Linked DNA regions of Mus musculus: all the other regions are linked to region 1. A link is a contact called in public promoter capture Hi-C data. All regions are on one chromosome and are shown on one strand. Each heading gives the region's core, a stretch centred on a gene start, on an enhancer-like site or on the middle of the called end of the contact. The rest is flanking DNA. Distances are from core to core; before and after follow the strand shown. Region 1 holds the start of Gcn1 (GCN1 activator of EIF2AK4). Region 2 holds the start of Naa25 (N(alpha)-acetyltransferase 25, NatB auxiliary subunit). Region 3 holds the start of Rpl6 (ribosomal protein L6).

Evidence for each region. Promoter capture Hi-C pulls out the DNA fragments that hold promoters and counts their contacts.
Region 2: a contact with region 1 is called in a promoter capture Hi-C map of cranial neural crest. The contact joins the promoter of Naa25 here to the promoter of Gcn1 in region 1. A contact is called at or near these places in 2 of 39 promoter capture datasets (cranial neural crest and frontonasal cranial neural crest) and 1 of 484 Hi-C or Micro-C datasets (B cells).
Region 3: a promoter capture Hi-C map of maxillary cranial neural crest shows a contact between it and region 1. The contact joins the promoter of Rpl6 here to the promoter of Gcn1 in region 1. A contact is called at or near these places in 4 of 39 promoter capture datasets (the HPC-7 cell line, cranial neural crest, maxillary cranial neural crest and 1 more).

The regions. Positions count from the first base shown.
Region 1 is chr5:115,562,990-115,567,385 of GRCm38.p6, reverse strand. It overlaps Gcn1 (GCN1 activator of EIF2AK4), which reads right to left and starts at 2,123. Exons shown (of 58, transcript NM_172719.2): 1 at 2,080-2,123. The coding sequence starts at 2,097. It overlaps Rplp0 (ribosomal protein, large, P0), which reads right to left. Exons shown (of 7, transcript NM_007475.5): 7 at 3,657-4,103. The coding sequence ends at 3,942.
Region 2 is chr5:121,395,487-121,399,882 of GRCm38.p6, reverse strand. Naa25 (N(alpha)-acetyltransferase 25, NatB auxiliary subunit) reads right to left here and starts at 1,888. Exons shown (of 24, transcript NM_172722.4): 1 at 1,821-1,888. The coding sequence starts at 1,878.
Region 3 is chr5:121,202,099-121,206,494 of GRCm38.p6, reverse strand. It overlaps Rpl6 (ribosomal protein L6), which reads right to left and starts at 1,994. Exons shown (of 7, transcript NM_011290.5): 1 at 1,943-1,994; 2 at 832-1,089; 3 at 640-741. The coding sequence starts at 1,089. It overlaps LOC115490270 (a small nucleolar RNA gene), which reads right to left and starts at 1,485; the gene lies at 1,352-1,485.

The DNA.
Region 1 (4,396 bases), core at 874-3,373:
CAAGCACTTTTACCCAATAAAACATCTTGCTGGCCCCGTATTATAATTTTTTAAATGCTTTACCAACCTTACTGAGGTTTGAGAAAATAATGCATATGTACTACCCTCTGCCTTCCAATATGGTAACATTAAACTTCCTTTTATTTTCTTTATTTTTTTTTTTTAGAGACAAGGTCTTATCACAGTGCAGCCTTGGATGGCATGGAACTTTGAGAGATCCTGCTGTCTCTGATTCCCGAGTACTGTGACAAAAAAACAAAACAACAAAACCCCTGTGCCACCACGCTGGGCAATAACAAAGCATTAAACTCATAGTGATAGTTCTCTCACAAATATGCAGGAACTTTTCATATTTGACAAGGAAGTCGAAGCTCTTTTCCTTAATCAGAAGTTGCCAGATTAGGAATAGCTTGTTGCTCAGCCCTTGCCCAGCAAGCGTGAGGGCCCTGGGCTGGGTCCCCAGCGCTACAAAGTAAGATAGGAAAAGTTTCCCACTGGAAACCTTATATGCTAAGAGCCTCTAGGAGTCACACTGGGCATTGGAAAGATCAGCTCTCACACCTCCCAAGTCCACCGATATCTCTGCAGACACCACTGCCCAAGAGAGGATTTTCTGAAATGACAAACCTGATGTGGCTGCTCTGAAGACATGAAGGACAAATCACTTGAAGCACAGGTGGAGAACCGAATTTTTAAATTTCATTTAATTCTGACGAACTTAAGTAAGCTTTACGGCTCTTTTGATAGCACAGTTAGGTAACCTACTACTAAATAACACAACTCTAGGGAGAAGATTCTTAAATATTCAGAAACATTAAGTAACTTCCCTTCTTAGGATTCACTAAGACGCAGCTCTGTCTAAACAAATTACCAAACCCTTTTACTGAAGACCCTTGCAAAGCATCTTTTTAATGATCAGGTTAAATGGCTCCTCTTTGGCGGGCCTTGAGGATCAAACATAAAAATCAATTAATCTCACCCCAGAGACTCAAACTGTTTTTTAAATACGTTCCTGCCAGGCAGGGTAAGCCCCCCACCCACCCATTAAGAAGCCACAGGCAAGATGGCTACAAGTTCAAAGCCAACTCACTATATATATATATTTTTAATTTGTTTGTTTCTCAAGACAGGGGTTTTGTGTGTGTGTGTGTACCCATGTCTGCCTGGAACTCCCTCTGTAGACCAGGCTGGACTGGCACTCAGAGATCCACCTGCCTCTGCCTTCCAAGTGCTGGGATTAGAGACGTGCCACCACCGCGCCACCACTACCTGGCCTTGATCTACATTTTTGAAAAGGGAGGGTGGGATGGAGACATGGAGAGAAAAAAAAATTATGTTTCTTATTTATTATTTCATCCTTCCACGAGGCTACAAAAGAGGCTGAGATGGAGAAGGGGGTAGCCTCAACGCCTCCCTGAACTGCAAGGTACCCACAGGTGTGAACGCACAACGGTGTCACGACTCTTCGCAGGTGAAGACATTTTGAGATCTCACCCAGGACCCAGTTAACACCCAGCAAACCCACATGGGACCCTACTATTTTGTCTCAATACATCTTCCCATAAAATAACATAGGATATCGGTATTATCACCACCACCAAATGTTAAAAGGACCGAGACCCTGAGGGGTGATGTCATTGATCCAACGCCTTGACGAAACCAACGAGCGGAGGCTCAACTCCGAACCCGTATGGACATAAAAAGGCTACGCTCCGAGTGTGGGCACAGAGTCGGGGGGCCTCTGCATCGCCCCGCGGGCTCCGGAGAACCGTAGCCGACGCCGAGTGTAAGCTCTGCCACCGCCGGGACCCGCACAGCCCCAGCACGGCACCCGCTACCCCGAAGCCAAGCGGATGGCAAGATGCTCGAGTCCAGGGTCGCTCTGCTCGCCCAGGCCGGCCGGAGCCTCGAGCCGCGAGCAGCCGCCGCCCCCTTCCCCCGCGCCGCCGCTTCCGTCTGCGCCCTCCGCGGCCGTGGGCGCCGCAGCCTCCGCCCGGGCAATCCCGCCGCCCCACTGCCCGCGCTCCGGGTCCGGTCCCCGCCGCCCGCCGCGTTGGCCGCCGCAGCCGCCCGCCTCACCTGCGTGTCCGCCGCCATCCTGCCGGCGCCCAGTCCGGAACCGCTTCCGGAGCGCTTCCGGGTCACAGCAGGGCCCACGCGGCAAGGCGAGGCCTGGCGCCCCCGGGCGGGAGGGCGGCCGCAGGTCGTGCTCTGCAGCCCCTGGGCGCGGGATCTCCTCGATTCGGCCTCCCCCGGACAGCGCCCTGCAGCTCTGGCATCCTTGGGGGGATCCCGGGTCCAGCACCGACACCCCCCATCGTGCTGTTTCCTAGGCCCCAGGAATGAACCCAAAGACTAGTCTCAGGCCCAAGAGGCTTGGAGGTTAGAACAGGTGATGGTGAGGTACGCGGGAGGGATGCAGGGATGACCCGGGAATTGCGTGACCTGCTGGGAGCCTCAACTGCAGACAGCTAGGGACAGGGTTGAGGAAGAGTTCGATGTCTTAGGACAATTATTGAATTTTTACTATAACTCAAGAGTGTGCTTGGAGAATGCGGTCTCCAGGCTTCTTGGCCCTCAGCAGTGGCAACTATACAGATGGGGGGCCGGGCGTGGTGTCGCACGCCTTTAATCCCAGCACTCGGAAGGCAGAGGTAGGCGGATTTAAGGCCAGCCTGGTCTAAAGTGAGTTCCAGGACAGCCAGGGCTACACAGAGAAACCCTGGGGGGTGAGGGAGGGAGAAGAAAAAAAAATATATATATACACACACATAGATGTATAGTGACGTCACAAGGTTAATGATAGCAATAGGGCATTGCATTTGATACAGTATTCACCTACTTGTTAGAGCCCATTTTTTAAATCCTCAGCTTTTCAGACTTAACACTTACTGAATGCCTATATGAACCAACATCAAACTACTATCGGGTTAGAGGTTGCAATTCTAGGGTAACTTTTTGTCTAGTTACCTGTGATGCACAGGCAGTATTTTAGCTCTTGCAGCAGCTTTTTACATAGCAAGTTATTCTAGTTTGCACCCCCGATTAGTACATCAAAGCAACCCTACATGCACACCTTAGTGGCTAGTTATTAACTGCCCCTGTATTCAAGACTTAATCTACCAAGAAAAAACTTTAGCCAGCACGTGGAAACTCAACTACACATCTAAACTACACAAACACAAGTATAACTTCATTACTAAACACACAGCAGTGACTCAATTACTGCAGGCAGAAGGCTGAGGCAGATCAACTTCTACACCAATCCTCATCTCAAAAGGCACAATCAGGCCCGAGTTCAATCACCACTCACCTGGATACTCCTTGCCATAGCTCAGTATCACCATCTCAGGCCCTCTCAGACTTCAGTCCTTAAACCACGCCTAGCTCAAACCCAGCCTTCTACCCCTGCCTCAGCCTTAAGCAACAGGGCTCTGGACCTGCATCACTCTGCCTTGGAGCAGTAAGGCTACCTATGAACAATGGCTTGGACATCCAGTGATATACAGAAAGCAGACCCAGATACCAAACCATATAGATTTGGTATGGCTCATAGGTCTCTTAACCATTGAGCTTAGTATACATATATATTATGTATACATATGATATATATCCAACATGGACTACCATAGGAATATAAAGGCCAGGCTTGGGGCTTGATGACATACACCTTTAATTCACACCTGGAAAATCTTTGTCCCAGACTAGCTATGGCACCAAGTCAAGAGACTGTCTCAAAAAACAAACAAAGCCCACAAAAACACTAGGAGCTTTAATTTTAGAAACAAAGATGCCAACACAAAGTAAACAGTAGCGGTTTTGCTTTTTCATCCTGCTTAAGTGAACAAACTAAATAAATCCAGACCGGAGTTTTAAGAGAAGTAAGCCTTTATTTCCATCTTTCTCAAATTAAGCAGGCTGACTTGGTTGCTTTGGCGGGATTAGTCGAAGAGACCGAATCCCATATCCTCATCTGATTCCTCCGACTCTTCCTTTGCTTCAGCTTTGGCAGGGGCTGCAGCAGCCGCAGGGGCAGCAGTGGTGGCAGCAGCTGCAGGGGCAGCAGCCGCAAATGCAGATGGATCAGCCAGGAAGGCCTTGACCTTGAGGGAGAAAAGGCAGTCAGCATGATCATAGTTCTACCACCTACACTCTTCCTGCTAAGAACTGACTGTCCTGTGGCAGCTTTCCAGTGAGATTACCCACCAGGGGTTCTTTCTGAGCATAGCCTGCTGGCTGGACACTTGGGCCCAGCTCTAGGGGTCTAGTCTTTTAAAATGAGAGCATGCATGCCTCCACTAATATGCATTTCCCCCCACTTTTATTAACAAAGGATCTGACTAGCTCAGGGCAGACTCTAGCCTGAATGAAAGGCCACCCAGTTTTCACCCAATAC
Region 2 (4,396 bases), core at 639-3,138, 5.8 Mb before region 1:
AACTCCCTCTAGCATGGTGTCCTCTGAACTCCACAGGCTCACAGTGTCATTCATGTGACCACACTCCACCACACACACACGCCCAAAAAACATTTCTTCATCAAATGGAATAAAAAAAGAATTTCATCACACACATATATGAAAGTATGATTGCTGGGCATAGGGCCACGTGACTGTAATCCCAACAGTTGGGAGCCACAGGCAGGGGAGCTGAAAGCTTGAGTCCAGCTGGTCCACCTAAGGAGTTCAAGACCTGTTACTTAAAAAAAGAAAAGAGTACTGGGCAGTGGTAGTGCCTGCCTTTAATCCCAGCACTTGGGAAGCAGAGGCGGGCAGATGTCTGAGTTCGAGGCCAGCGAGGCCAGCCTGGTCTACAAGGTGAGTTCCAGGACAGCCAGGGCTACACAGAGAAACCCTGTCTCAAAAAAAAGGAAGGAATGAGCAGCTGGGTTTGGTGGCACCTTTAATCCCAGCACTCGGAAGGCAGAAAGCTGGTGATTTCTATGAGTTCCACGCAGTCGAGGGCTACATAGAGAGGTCTTGTTCCAGACCCAGCACCTACACCCTGGCTTACAACAGTCTGTAACTACAGATCCAGGACATCCTGATGCCCCTCTTCAAGCACCAGGAATGCACGTGGTGCACAGACATCAAACTGGCAAGCAAGAACCCACATATGTACCAATTTGCTAGAGACACAAGCACCCATTCTGCCAAGGGGAGAGGAAAACCCCTAAAAACGAAAGAGCCCAAAACCCATAGCCACACTGAAAACGTGAGGTCTGCTGTAGCCAAAAAAAAAAAAAAAAAAAAAGCACTGACCTTGATAAAGCTTCCTTCCTCATCATTACCTGAGACAAGACCATACAACCATCAACGAGGCGAGCGAGACATGGCAAAATTAAATAAAATAAATAAATAAATAAATAAGGCACCGCTTCCAATAACAGAACATCTCAGTCACTGCAAAGTGTTTTCTCTCTGACTCAGTTTGGTGATTCTTTTTATTCTATTACGGTGGGAAGATGACGATAAAGACACATCTTGAAAGCCTGCGGGGTTTGGGATGCGCGCCGTGAGGAGGGTTCAACGCAAGCAAAAGCACGAGGAAGTCAAGAGGCAGAGAATAAACCTCAGACACGGTGCTGAAAGGTTAAAAAAAACAAAAAACCTTCCATTCCAGCAGCCTGGCCGGCCGCTCCGGCAACACCAGCTCCTGCCATCTCTTGCCCGCTATTCGGGGCCCGCGACCCCCTCCCCCCCGCCTCCCACGTGTGCCCAGAACAGCTGTTCCTGCATCAGGATGGGACTCGGGTCTCAGTGACCTTGCATCAGCCCCTTCCCTTCTCCGGGTCTCAGTTTCCCCACGTGCACTTAGACTACATTCTGTAAGACAGCCCTCCCCGGATCCTCATCCTGGTACCCAGAGCAATCATCACTGGGGTATCTCCCTTCCGGAGGCGAGCGCTCCCACCGTCGCGCCTGAGCCGCTTGTCACCTGCAAGAAAAGACCGCGCGGGGGTTCCTCGGGAGCGGCTGGAATAAAACAACCTGCCGGGAGCGCTGGTCTCCAAGCGGCGGCGCGATCCGCACAGAGTTGACAGCGGCGCGCACCCACCGTTGTCTTGTCGCCTCCGGGTCCAGCGACGCCGGGGTCCGCGCCTAAGCGAGGGCGAGGCTGCGGCCTAGCGCCCCGCGCGGTCCGCCCCCTCGCCGCCCCACCCCGCGCGCGACCCCAGCGACCCTCCCTGGCCTTCGCCCGAACCGGGGCACGCTTTGTCTCGCCGCGGTGGCTAACAGACCGACTCCGGGGTACTCACCGTAAATGGGCCGGAGGCGCCGGTCGTTAGGGTCCTGCACATGGCCCCGCGTCGCCATGATGACAAGCGCAGAACCTCAGTGCGCAAGCGCTGAGCAGGCCCCCGGGAAGGGGCCGTTAAAGGGCCAGCGTCGAGCTCGCCGACCTATCGCGATAGTGGAGGGGAGGTACGGCGGAGTGCGCCTGCGTAGAAAGGGTGGCTCGCCTCTCCTTTAATTGGCGCTGTGGTTTGATTTTTTTTTTTTTTTTTTTTTTTTTTGCCTGCGGAGTCATCGGGACCCCAGGGGCGGTTGTTGTGGTTGAAGGCGTGGAGAGAGAGTGCGGTTTAATCTCACTGACTGTAACAGCTAGAAGAACCAGTTGGTTTTGGCCCTTGATGGTGAAGCAACCTGGAACTTGTTGAGTGGGAGCCCTGGGAGCGTGCTTGCCCAACAGTGAAACTGTAGAAAAAGCCTGCGAGCCCTCCTCCACCCGTTCCCTGAACTCAGTGCTGTGCGTGGCTAGACACTAGTGCAAGCTCTTTAAGTAGGTTGCTTTTAACATTCCCACGGCACTAGACGGTATAATGAGCTTTCTTTGTACAGATTTACAATTCGCACGGCCCAGAGTTATGAGTGCTATTTGGGCGGCGATAATGACAAGGAGCTAAAGGTATCCCCAGCACTCGGGAGGCAGAGGCAGGCGGATCTCCTTGAGTTCGAGGTTAGCCTGGTCTACATAATGAGTTCCAGGACAGCCAAGGCTATGTAGAGACCCTGTCCCTATAAAGAAATGGATAGAAATAAAAATAAAAAGGTTCTCCCACCAAGTGGTTGCTTGCCCTATTTGGCTGGCATTCCTCCTTGCCCCAACAATTTTTCCCTCAGTTCATGGCTCCTCTTCTCCAGCTGCATGTAACTGGATTTGGCGTTTGTAACACTTTCACAGACCAGTGAATCTTGTAGCTTTAGCGGTATGTAAGGTGTATATCCGTAACTACCGCACTGAAGGGGCTAAGACAAGAGGCTAGTAAGGGCCAGACTGGGCTAGCTACATAGGAAGACCCTGTCTCAAAAGAGAGGGAGAAGAAATGGTACATGTTTGAGCTGATTTAGCTTAGGGATTTAAACATTACACAATGTATACAAGTATGGGGCAATACATAGTACCCTGTACAGATGTATAACTGTTTGAATGTGTCCCTTACAAGTTTTAAAAGCTTACCATTGGTTATTTCATGTGTGTTTCTGTATATATGTGTGTGGGCACTCCAATACCCAAAGTGTGGAGGGTCTCTCTGTCTACCACAGTGGTTCTCAACCTGTGGTTCGTGACCCTCATTCATTCTATTTCAGATGTTTACAATTGGTAACATGAGCAAAGTTACAGTTATGAAGTAGCAATGAAATAATTTCATGGTTGGGGGTAGGGGTCACCACAACATGAGGCCCTGTGTTAAAAGGTTGCAGCTTCAGAAAGGTTGTAATCCACTGTAAAAATGTGAAAGCTGCCAGGGCATGGTGGCGCACGCCTTTAGTCCAAGCACTTGGGAGGCAGAGGCAGGTGGATTTCTGAGTTTGAGGCCAGCCTGGTCTACAGAGTGAGTTCCAGGACAGCCAGGGCTACACAGAGAAACCCTGTCTTGAAAAAGAGGAGGAAGAGGAAGGAAGGAAAAATGGAAGGAAAACAAACCAAGGTTCAGTTCCCAGCACCACAACTGTCGGTAACTTTAGTTGCAGGGAATCTGAGGCCCTCTTCTGGCCTCTGGGCACTGGATACAGGTGCTGCACAGTTAGTTGTACATGCAGACAAAATGCTTATACACATGTTTTAAATTAAAGTTTACATTCAAAATGACACACATACACACATACACACGCCTGAATCAGCACACACCCAGAGGACTTGCCTAGGCTCAGAATTTTTAACTACATAGACCCAGGCAGTACACAGAATGTTTTCAGTATTTTTGTATGTATGCATACATGTGTGGGGGTAATGAGTACCTGAAGAGGCGAGAGAAGGTGGCTGTTTGTCCTTCTCTGTCAGTCCTCATCCCATTCACCTGAGAGAGGGTCTCTCAACTGAACGTGGAGCTGGCTATTTTTTCAGCTGAGCTGGCAGCCAGCAAGTTTCTGCCGTCCTCCATTTGAAGCTACAGTAAGGCAAGCCCAGCCTTTCCCATGTGTGCTCAGGATCAGAAGCCAAGACATCATGCTTGCTTATCCAAAGCTCACACCCCTGGAGCCCGCTCCTGCCCTATTCTTTTTATGTGTACAGGCACTCCCTTACATGGACGCCTGTGCACCACATATGTGCCTGCAGCTATCAGAGGCTACAAGAGTGTGTCAGATCCCTGGACTTGAGTCACAGCACATTTCAAACCACAGCGTGAGCACTGGGGACCAAACTCTGGTCCTATGGCAGAGCAAACAGCTCATAACTGCTGAGCTATCTCTGCAGCCTCTTTTTTTTTTTTTAAGATTCATTTATTATATTATAAGTACACTGTAGCTGTCTTCAGACACTCCAGAAGAGGACATCAGATCCCATTACGGATGGTTGTGAGCCACCATGTGGTTGCTGAGATTTGAACTC
Region 3 (4,396 bases), core at 745-3,244, 5.6 Mb before region 1:
TGTTTTGCTTTTCTGAGACAGGGTTTCTCTGTAGCCCTGGGTGGCTTAGAACATTGAGATCAGCCTGCCTTTGCCCCTCGAGGGCTGGGATTAAAGGAATGCGGTTTGCATGTGTCCCTGGGTATGCCCATGAGTACATGTGCCACTGAGTTATCCTTGGGAGTGGGAGTTCCAGGTGGCTGGGAAGAGCCTGTAGCAGAGGCTGGGAACAGCACTGTCCCCTTACCCCGAGGCATCTCTCCACTCATTCCCAAGCTTTCCTTGGGGCTTGGAACTCTAACACACTTCTTAGGAGTTAAGGTCACAGCCAAATATGGGGAAGGTGGCTCAGAAGGGAGTTTCAGATCAGACCAGGCTACCCGAGGCAAAGGTACAAAGCGCATCATACCTCTTCTACCTTGGCAGAAGGCACACACCCACTTTCTTCAAGAGGGAAAACTAGACATCAATACCACAAGTTTGATAAATACCCACCTTCCACTTGCCAGCAATGGAGTAGCCAGAACCCCAGTGTGCTGGTCCCACTATGAGCTACACCCCCAGCCTGAGAGCTTATCCCAACTAGACTTGACTGACATAGCCTCTTTCAGACAAGCCTCAACCCTAACCCCAAGGAAAGCAACCCAAACTAGATCTCACCATTTTTCGAAGCTTCACCACCCGGGTGCCACCGTTCTTGTCCCCACCAACTGTTTTGGTGACAGTAGCAAGGACCTTCTCTTTTTTCTTCTTCTTCTCAACCTACAAAGACAAACCCATCAATCCAGGATCCTGCCAGACCTCAAACGCAGGAATAAGGCATCATAGTGGGCCATCCGTTCCCTCTCCTACCTTGGTCTTGGCAGCCGAGTATTTCCTTTTGTACAAGGCCTTCCTGGAGTACATAGCAGATCGGGAGTACCTGCCAATTCCTCTCACCAGGACAGGGTTTCGGCTGCAATGGGGCTTCGCCTTCTTGGGCTTTTTACCCTTAGGGTGAACCTTTTTGGCTACTTTGGCGGCCCGGGGCCGGGAGGCAGCAGCATCACTGCCAGCCTTCTTGGCCGCAGGTTTCTTCTCCTTTGTATCAGGCGCTTTTTCACCCGCCATCTAGGGATATAAACAATAAAGGCATTTCATCAACCATTTGTCAACAAGCTAGTATGAAAACCATCCTCTGATGCTTGCAATGCCTCTTCCTTCCAAACACAGGGTTAAGTATCTAGCACTATTAGTTTTTTTGTTTTTTTTTTTTTGCTAAAAAACTTTTTTGTGGTTCCTTATCTTATTCTTCCATTTTTGTGAATCAGAAAACCAAAGACAATCTTTGCTAGTGTCTACACAGGCAAGGAAGCCCAGAATCTCGAGGCTCTTCTGTGCGACCCACTTCAGTGCCAGCAGCCTACAGGCAGAGGCCAGGCAATGGTTCGGGGCCACGGGTTGCTCTAGCACGGGACACTATGACAGACCCAGGGGAACGGGCCTGCCATAAATCCAAACCCATGCACCAGCACGGAACACCCGAGACCTCCCCCTCTGGTGTCGCCCTAGGTCCCGAAGCCACCACGATGGCCCCAGCTCCGCAAAGTAGCCGACAGCGGTGCTCTCCGGTCGTCTTCCGGGGACGCGGTTCCCCACCTTCAGTCGCGAAGCCCAACGTGGCCAAGACAGGCTCAACAGAAGGTTCTGGAACCCCCACTGCAGGGTCGCAAGTCGCAACACAGGCCCTCCAACCCTCCCCAGGTTACGGCAGCCGGCAGGGCCCAGCGACCATCTCGGGCGCTACGCTCGTTCTTAGCCCCCCGCCAACCCACGCTGACAGAAATGAAGCTCCCGAGAGATCTGGCGAATGATCCCGACCATAGGCGGCCCTGGGTAGTGATCCCCGGATGTCCCCCAATTTCGGATGGACGAGGATTGGGGTCCCGAAAGCCGCTGCCACACAGACGCCCGCCATTCCTACCTTGCAAGACGGGAAAGAGAACTAAGGCAGCGGCTTCCGGTCTATAAGCAATGACGGGAGGTGACCAAGATCACTTCCTTCCTGTATGGGGCATCATGGGAAATGTAGTTTTTCTTTACTCCGTGGCAATGCACCTAGGGAACGTCCCCCCAGGCCCCACCCCCACCCTAATAGGTAAGGGCAGCTGAGATGGCTGAGCAAGTAAAAGCGCTTTCTCCTAAAATGATGAACAGACTTTGAGCCTTGCGACTCATGTGGTGGAAGAAAGGACTTTACAGAGTTTTCTTCTTCTCCTCCTCCTCCTTCTTCTTCTTTTTTTTTTTTTTTTGGTTTTTCGAGACAGGGTTTCTCTGTGTAGCCCTGCCTGTCCTGGAACTCATGCTGTAGACCAGGCTGGCCTCGAACTCAGAAATCCACCTGCCTTTGCCGCCCAAGTGTTGGGATTAAAGGCGTGTTGCACCACGCCTGGCCAGAGTTATCTTCTAAAAACTAAAGGTTAGGGTTGGAGTGATGGCCCAGTGGTTAAGAGAACTGGCTGCTCTTCCAGAGTTTTTTGAGTTCAATTTCCAGCAACCACATGATGGCTCATAACCATCTGTAATGGGATCCCATACCCTCTTCTGGTGTGTCTGAAGACAGCTACAGTGTAGTGTACTCATATACATAAGATAAATAAATCTTGCCAGGGCTATGCAGAGAAACCCTGTTTTGAAAACCAAATACATAAATAATAAATAAATAAATAAATCTTTAAAAAAAAAAAGTCTGACAGTGGTGGCACACCCCTTCAATCCCAGCACTAGGAAGGCAGAGGCTGGTAGATCTCTGTGAGTTTGAGGCCAGCCTGAACTACAAAGCTAGTTCTAGGAGAGCCAAGGCTATGCAAGCAAACCCTGCCCCCAAAACAAAATAAACAAATTAAATAGGAAAAAATAAATAAGATTTAAAATAAAACTTTTTTGTTCATTACATTTTTAAATAAGCTACTATCCTTTGAAAAATGACACTGTATACCTGACAGTGCCTTACTTTTTATTACATTTTATTTTATGTGTATGCTTATGTGAGCATGTGGGAGTGGGGAGTGGATGCATGCCCCAGCATACAGATGGAAGTCAGTGGACAACTTGGGGACGCCGGCTCTCTCTACCACATGAGGCCTAGAGATCAGTCATCTTAAGAGGACTTAGGTCATCACAGGCCCCGCATATAACAATTATCCTCTACCTCATAGTGCTTAGAACGACGTATACACATGATTTCTATTGTCTTCTACTTGTCTGTTGCCTGTTGCTAGTGGTAGGAGCTTTTCTCTTGACTTTCTTTTTTTTTTTTTTATCTTCTTTTTTTTTTTCTTTTTTTTTTTTTTCCATTTTTTATTAGGTATTTCGCTCATTTACATTTGCAATGCTATACCAAAAGTCCCCCATAGCCACCCACCCTCTCTTGACTTTCTATATGTGTGTGTGTGTGTGTGGGTGTGTGTGCTGTGTGGGTGGAGGTCTGAGGACAACTTACAACCACTTTTGTTGTCCCACAGTGTGGGTCCCATGAATGGAACTCAGAACTTTGTAGCAAGCACCTGACCCACTGAGCCATGTCTGTGGCCCTTCAATTCGGCTCTAAACCCCATCTTCATGGTTGAGTCTCCAGGAATCTCTTCCCTTTCTCTGGCTGTGGTTAAAGGTGAAAGAGGGAGTGGTGGGCTGCCTCTAAAGACCTCATGACACTGAAGACCACAGAAAACAGAGCACTGTGAAGACCTCAGAGTACAATCCGATTCTCTCTCTCTTCCCCAGCCCTTCTGGTTTTTCTTTTTGAAATATTTATTTAATGTATGAGTGCTCTATCTGCATATATACCTACAGGCCAGAAGAGGGCATCAGATCCTGTTATAAATAATTGTGAGCCATCATGTGGTTGCTGGGAATTGAACTCAGGACCTCTGGAAGGACAGTCAGTGCTCCTAACTGCTTTGTCAAGACAGCATCTATAGACCAGGCTGAACTTGAACAAAGCTTCTGCCTGTCAAGTACTAAGATCAAAGGCATGCTGTACCATGCCCATCTCAAGTCTTATTATCAATTGTTGAATTTTATGACATTTACTGTCCAAGCAGAGTCTTAAGAAGAAATTTAAGCCGGGCGTGGTGGCGCACACCTTTAATCCCAGCACTTGGGAGGCAGAGGCAGGCGGATTTCTGAGTTCGAGGCCAGCCTGGTCTACAGAGCGAGTTCTAGGACAGCCAGGACTACACAGAGAAACCCTGTCTCGAAAAGCCAAAAAAAAAAAAAAAAAGTTAATTATTCTATTATTTAGCTACTAGTTAGTGTGTGTTTGTGTGTGTGTTTCCAGAGGAAAGTACTTCTTGGCCTTTGTTGCTATCCCAGCACTTGGGAGGCAGAGGCAGGCAGATTTCTGAGTTCAATGCTAGGCTGGTCTATAGAGTGAGTT